Linked DNA regions of Mus musculus: region 1 is linked to region 2. A link is a contact called in public HiCAR-type data. All regions are on one chromosome and are shown on one strand. The core of a region is the stretch at or near the end of the contact, and the rest is flanking DNA. Distances in the headings are between cores, read along the strand shown.

Region 1 (3,485 bases), core at 268-2,767, 3.0 Mb after region 2:
TTGAGCTAAGATGCTATGGAAACTAATGTTCAAGTATGATTTCCATTTCTCAGGCTTTTGGAGAAGGACTAGGTTTTGATATGCTTAGAAACGAGAGCCCGTGCATCCATTGGCACATAAATCCCTCTGCACCAGCGTTCGTCCGTTCGTCCCACGTACCCATGCTATTGCTTGCTGTAAGGGCAGCTCCCTCCTCCTGTCTTCTGAGCTCTGGTGTCTTGATGTTCCTCAACCTTGGGCAGCCAGATGCCAGAGGCAACCACGTGCAGCAGTCTGGCACTGTTCAGAGCATGCTCAGTTGCCTGCAGCCACTTCTGCGGCGGAACTCAGGGCTTGAGGTCACAGACAATACTTTGCCTCTGGGTTTGTCAGTCACAGAGAAGGAGGTCGACTGCTATCCCGTTAACAGCTTCCTGTCATCTTGACAGCTGTTCCTAACTCAGAGTGGAATACGCGGGGTCTGACAGCCTGAGCCACTTTAGTAGCGTTAATTTGCTTAATCCAACTCTCCGTGTTTTTCCAGCAGCCTATGACCAACATAGGTGTGGGGGCGGGGCTACCCTTCTTAAAAAAAAAAAAAAAAAAAACACGGTGTGGGGCGTGGCCGGAGGGGGCCAGGATAGAAGAGCCAGGGAAGAAGAGCTTGGTCACTGTCCCAGAAACTGACAAGATCTCCCTTAAATAGATAGATAGAATGATAGATAGATAGATAGATAGATAGATAGATAGATAGATAGATAGATAGATAGATAGATAGATAGATAGATAGATAGACAGACAGAAAGATAGATGATAGGTACATAATATTTAAATGCGTGTGGGATGGCAGGGGAGAGATCCACTAATATTGCAGGACTGTTCACAGAAAACTTATGTAGGTGGTAAAAATATTTTTAGAATACTTATTTTTTCTCATCAGAACAACTTAACTGCTCTTTAGAGAGAATGTCGAAACTGCAAATAATTTTAAGGGGCAGTTTTATAAATTTTCGCGGAACCACACCACTCAGAATCCACCGCAAACACCCTGCTGTGTCTTGTCGTGCCACTTCGAGGCGTCCACTGTGCTTTTGCTGTGACAGCGCGGCCGGCCGCCTAGGAGGCCCCATATGCTCCTGCTCGCGAGGTGCTGTGACAAGACAGCCTTAGAGACTAGGTTGGTTAATGCGTGGGTAGGCTGGTTGCCCGTGGCATCCAAGATGACATTCGAAGACGCCTTTGCCTGCGTGTCCTTGAACGCCACTGAGACGCGACGCTCCGGAAAGTTGAGGTGACAACGCCGGCAGCGCCCTGCCTCCCCACAATTACCAGTCACGCTGCCCTAGCACCACTGAGTCTGGAGGAAGAGGCAGGGTGGAGCGCGGGAGCACCGCCCAGTGGCCGCCCGGTCCCGCCCAGAGGCCGGGCTCTCTGAGCACGATGCTTCCCTGCAGACTGCAGGGCCAGCCCGGGGTGGGCGGAGCCCACCACCCGCAGCGGCCCGCCCCGGGCCGCGGCTGCGGCGAAAACCCGGTTGTGCAGAGTGCACCGGACCTCGGCGCCGCCGGGAGCCGCACTGGGCATGCTCGGCTCTCGCCGGCTCTGGAGCCCGTAGGTGGGAAGCTCCGGCTCCCGGCGGCGGGGCTCGTAACCCGCATCGAGAAGAGGCGCGGGCGGCGGAGGAGGTTGGTACACGCTCGGTGCTGCAGAGCTCCCCGGGTGGCCATGGCGAGAGGTGCACGGCGACCACCCGAGTGGCGCAGCGGTGTCAGGTCAGTGAGGGCACTGGGCGGGCGAGCCTGGGCGGCGGGCTACAGTAGGAGGGAGCCTCGCACCGGGTTTGTGGTCAGCGGCCGCCCGAGCTGCAGAACTTTCGGACGCCTGGGCTGGCGAGGCTACGCGCCTGGAGGTGCCCTGCTCTCCCAGCTCGTGGCTGGTCGCAGGATGCTGGAAGTACATGCAGGGCGGAGACCGGCGGGTTGGGGACAGTCGCGTCCAAGGCTCGTGCCACAACCTTCTGATGGCCAGGGGCGCGCTGTCCACAGCGCGTTAGCACAGAGCCTTCCCAATCTCCCGGGAGAAGGAGGATGCCACGCAGAGACAGGGCTCTTCGCCCAGCTGTGGATCGTTCTTGTCACGGTGCCTCAGTTTCCCCAGACAGGGAAGGGTGTACTGGCCTTTGCCCGGAAGGCGGCGTGGGGAGCTCCGAAGCGCCGCGTCCTGATGCTGCAGGAGTGTGGGAAGCAGCTGGTGCTAAGAGCTGCTTCCTTGTCTTGAGAGCTCTTGGAGTTTGTCGCATTTCCCACCATAGCAAGTTGACACCAAATTGTCTGGTGGCCTGGAATGGGGGAACGTCCTTCTTTGGCTAAAAAAGTAAATGCCGAGTCAATCCTTTTTAAGCCCGAGAATTGCTTGTCTCCCTCTTTAAATTAGCCTGGGATCGCAAATTCCAAGGTTTATAAAGCAAACTGGAAAAAAGAAAAGAAGATGTTTGCAGGTACATCAGCTGCTCACCCTGTAGAAAATATTATGGCTCCGTCGTCATTGTTTTGAAAGACACTTGTTCAAAGTGTGGTTACTGTAGCAATCTTTATTTGCTCTAGCTTTATATTAGGAACTTGGAATCAGCATTGCAGAAACAGTGGTTTTTGAAGTTTTCTCACTCCCCCCCCCCCAGGCAAAACACTTTTTTTTTAAAGTTGCTACTACACTCAACATAGTAAAATGTTCAGGATTAAATCTGCAAGATGGAAAAAGAATTGTTTTTCAGGAGAGACTAAATTAGAGCAAGGTAGTTTGCAGGCAGTGAGCTAATGCACAAAAATGCAATCTGTACCTTCTAAGGTAATGTTACTGTTTTCCCCTACAGCTACCCATATTCATCTATTAAAATACTTACAAGTTTGAGGAGCCCAGCACATGACTGGTTACATTACCTGGCTCTGTGTGATGCACCACGTTTACAATGTGCCCTGATTGCTCCACCTAGCTATGCCTTGTGCTGTTTAGAAAGAGACAAGTGGGATCTTTCCTTAGCTGTGTCTTTCTGATTGATAGCAGGGGGCTGAGCACCTAGGTCTTACAAGTGTTGCTGGGTTTGTACTTCTGTGCCCCCTGGGTTTGCTAGTGACACTAGATGAACACAACAGACCATTTCTTTTAAAAATAAATCTCCTCACACTCATGTGACCTTATTCAAACCCCACTCCTCACCCTTTTTGGCTAACAATTGAAAAATTTAAGACTATTTAAGTACCACAGCTATTGTTTAATTTGAGCTTTCAATATTTTTCTTCAAGAACTTCCAGACACTTAAATGCCAAGTAGCTACTTGCAGTAACCAAATTGTTCAGTCTCAGCCCAAGTCATATAGCGTCATTAAGCAAGTGTGTTTGTATGAATTCAGGAAATATGTAGATAGTAGTGTTTGCCTAACTTAGAATTCATTCTAGCATTTGGGATACAAGTTGTCTTTTCTAGCAAAACCCAGGGGAACACTTACAATT
Region 2 (3,431 bases), core at 248-2,747:
TTAAGAGACTCCTCCCACGGCTGCTCAGCGTCTGTGTCCAGAACTCCTAGTGTCTCCCACTTCTTCTGAGTCTAACCTGGACTCGAGGTTGTGGGGCTTGGAGGGCTCGGGGATGAGGAACTCCGGGGGAGCAGGGGGTGTAACGGTTCACCAAGCTGAGGGGGTGGGGGTTAAGCTGGGGAGGTGCGAAGCAGTTCGCGCCGCCAACTGCCGGGGCGAGCGTAGCGCAGTGGCCGGATCCCGGTAACTAAAGTTCCGAGAAGCCTGACTAAACCCTCAAAGCCGGGACTGTCAAGACTAACGCCGGCGCCGAGGGCGGCAGACGGATGCGTCCCAGCGGAGCGCGCCTCTCGGCGTCAGGCTGATGGAACAGGCAGCGAGGGGCGGCCAGGAGCCGGCACAAGTTAGGTCCTCGGCCGGAGCAGCCCAGGTAGGGCCGGGGGACTGGAGCCCGCTCCGGATCCGCAGGACGAGGGAGCACAGCGGGCGACCGGGGCTCCCAGGCGCCCCGGTGCAGGGACGCCGATCCGGGTGGGGACGTGTCTCTCCCCTGTCCGGGAATCGAAGGGACAAGGGGTGCGGGGCGAGGCCTCAGCTACACGTTGCACCCGGCTCCCGGCCACGGGAGTTGCGGAGAGGCGGCGCCGTGGGCTGGAGCCCGAGGCGGACAGGCTAGGGGCGCCCCCGCGGCGAGCACCCGGACTGGGCGGGGACCACAGGAGAGGCTGGACCGCGGGGCCTGCTCCACCGGACCACGGCGGCGGCGCCGGCATCTCGCCTCCTTCAGGCCTGCACGCGCCACAGGCCGCAGCTCGGACCAACCCCGCGCCCGCCTGCCGCCAGCGCGGGGGTCGTAGCCCCGAGTCGGACGCCGAGCAGCCTCGGCTCCGGGGAGCCGACTCTGTCCTGCGATTCCGCCCCGGCAGTCCCGGCGTTGGAGCGGCCGCCTATAGCCGCCACCACGGCCGCCGCGGCGGCCGCGGTAGCGGCAGCAGCAGCAGTAGCGCGGGTGACGGCGCTGAACCCGGGGCGGGGACGCGCGGGAGGAAGGGGCGGCCAGGGGGCGGGCCGGCGGCGGCCGAGGGGTACCCGCGGCGTAGGGCTAGGCGCCCCCGATCGGCCGGCGCCGGGCCAGCGCCACCTGCGGAGCTGCGGCGCCCACGCGGCCGCGACCCCGCCGCCCCTTGCTCCCGCCACATACACACACACACACACACACACACACACTCACGCGCGCGCGCAAAAAAACAAGTTGCAGGTCGCCTCTGCCGGAGGGGGCCAGGCGGGTCACTCACCCTCATCCTGCTCAGTGGGCTCTGGTCGTCGGGCCGCGAGGACAGGGAAGACCAGAGGACCACGAGCCCCAGGAAGCTTCCCACCACCAGCAAACTGCGTAAGATGAACCCGATCTTCAGCCTCATCTTCCTCCGGCGGCGAGAGACACACAGCCCGGCGCAGCCGCCGCCACCGCTCTCCCCTCCCTCCTTCCCCCTCCCCCGGCCCTCCTCCTCCTCCTCCTCCTTCCCCCCCCCCCCCCCCCCGGATCACTACGCCCGCCGCCCTCCCCACCGCCTGCCCTCTCCAGCACCAGATCCGGAACTCCCCTCGGCTTTACCTTCCCCTGGCTCGCCCCTCCGCCCCCTCCCCGCGCCTGCCTCTGCACTGCTCTGCCGCACCCCCTCCCCTCCGCCGGCCTCCGCAGAGCTCCGACCGGCCGGCGTGTGTAGCTTTCCAGGCTTCCCTTCTCTCTACCTGCCCGCTCTAGCTCCGCAGTACCCCCTTCCTCCACCCGCGACCGCGAGAACCCACCCCCCACCACCCGCGAGTCCCTAGTAACCTTGGAACTAACTTAACACTTTCCCCCAGGTCTGGTCTTAGCCTTTGCCCTAAGGCTCCGCTTCCTAAAGCTTGCAGATCCCCAAACTTTTATTGTAATTAGGGACCAAAACTCTGTCCTTGACGCCCGTGCCCTGCCAGGATGCTGCCGCCCGGTGCCCCTCAGGTGGACCTGCAGACGCCCTAGGCTGCCCTGCCCTTCCCGACGCCCACTGCTCAATCTCCCCAGCCAGAGGCTTGCAGGAAGGAAACCAGGAAGTCAGCCACCGCTGCTGCAGCAGTAACTCCACGTGGCTGATTTATAGCTGTTTTTTTTTTTTTTAATCTTGTTTTTTCACAGGGCTCCTTAAGGAGGTGGATTTGTAATCGAAAGGCCCAGGTGAGATGTGCAAACACCACAGAACTAAAAGAGGACTCACTTGGAAAGGCAGTATTGCCTTCTCTCTTGGGCTAATTAGAAAGCCAAGTCGACTAGCTAATTCTCACTACGGTCCCTGTTAATGGACTTGCAAGTTCCTACTCTGGGGAAAGTGGATTTCGGGCTTTTAAAACGTTCCGTACATGCATCGTTGCTTCTCTCACAACTGACTTTTCCAGGAAAGGATATTGGCAAATGTTTAGCTACACGCCTCTCCCTTGTACATTGTGCCAAAGATGTCAATCACTTTAAATCACAGTCTGCAGTGTGTGCCATACCCCTAAACTACTCAATTTGTTGAACAAATGCTTTTCGGTAGCAGGTTTAAGGATGGCGTAAATTGACCTTTTTAATCCTAATATTGCCTTATCTGCATGTATTTTGCTTTCGAAACAAGTGAAACTTGGTTAAGTCTCCCCTAGTGATCAACAGTATATGCATTGTTATTCAGATATGGTTGTCCACTATTGAGAAGATGGAAAACTGACTGTGATTATGAGCATAGCTGGGAAGTAGCCCTCATCGCTGAAGTGATGGGAGCTCACCCAACTGCTGTTAGTAGTCTAAGATGACCTTGCCACCACAACTTGAAATATGCAAGGCCAAAAAGTTAGAAAATGATAACCAGGTATTCGGTTGTAAAAGCCGGTGTTCCTCTGAGTTCTTAACATTGTTTAAGTGAAACTGAAAGTATACCTTAAAATATACGATTTTCGCCACACTTGTTGGCAGTTAGCCTTTGTAGAGAACTCTTTAGAAAATGAGAAGCTATGTTAAATGATTGGGTCAGGAAAAAGTCACACTTAGCCTCTCTGAGCCTAGGGCCCTTATCTGCCAAAATCATGATTATAATACTTCATAGTATTGCCAAAAGAGATAATTGAGGCCAAGTGCACATGCAGATAATAAAATAAAGCACAGATAATACGAATAGGGTAAGTCTTGGTGATTATGGGTATAATTCTTGTGAACGCCGCAGCTATTACTGCATGTAGAGATTGCCACTCTGAGCTGTTTCCGACTTGTTGATCCTTGGGTTAGTGGTCCCTGAAGAGAGTAAAGAGTTGCACCTAATGGGAGGGGAGATATGAAGAAGAGAAGCAGTAGTCTCTGACAGGTTATGAGGTCACATGTGAATGGTGACAGGGTTGCCTTTGCCTCTGAGGCCAGCTGGAGA

Evidence for each region. HiCAR-type assays count read pairs that join an accessible place to other places.
Region 1: a contact with region 2 is called in a HiCAR-type map of astrocytes, with 5 times the contacts expected there. The contact joins the promoter of Mfap3l here to the promoter of Galnt7 in region 2. A contact is called at or near these places in 2 of 39 promoter capture datasets (hippocampal neurons and liver) and 1 of 115 datasets of contacts at active chromatin or transcription factors (astrocytes).

What each region holds. Positions count from the first base shown.
Region 1 is chr8:60,631,308-60,634,792 of GRCm38.p6, forward strand. Mfap3l (microfibrillar-associated protein 3-like) reads left to right here and starts at 1,518. Exons shown (of 3, transcript NM_027756.5): 1 at 1,518-1,751. Gm34730 (a long non-coding RNA gene) reads right to left here and starts at 548. Exons shown (of 3, transcript XR_379010.3): 1 at 160-548.
Region 2 is chr8:57,651,558-57,654,988 of GRCm38.p6, forward strand. Galnt7 (polypeptide N-acetylgalactosaminyltransferase 7) reads right to left here and starts at 1,498. Exons shown (of 12, transcript NM_144731.4): 1 at 1,296-1,498. The coding sequence starts at 1,421. It overlaps AW046200 (expressed sequence AW046200), which reads left to right and starts at 196. Exons shown (of 4, transcript NR_040698.1): 1 at 196-430.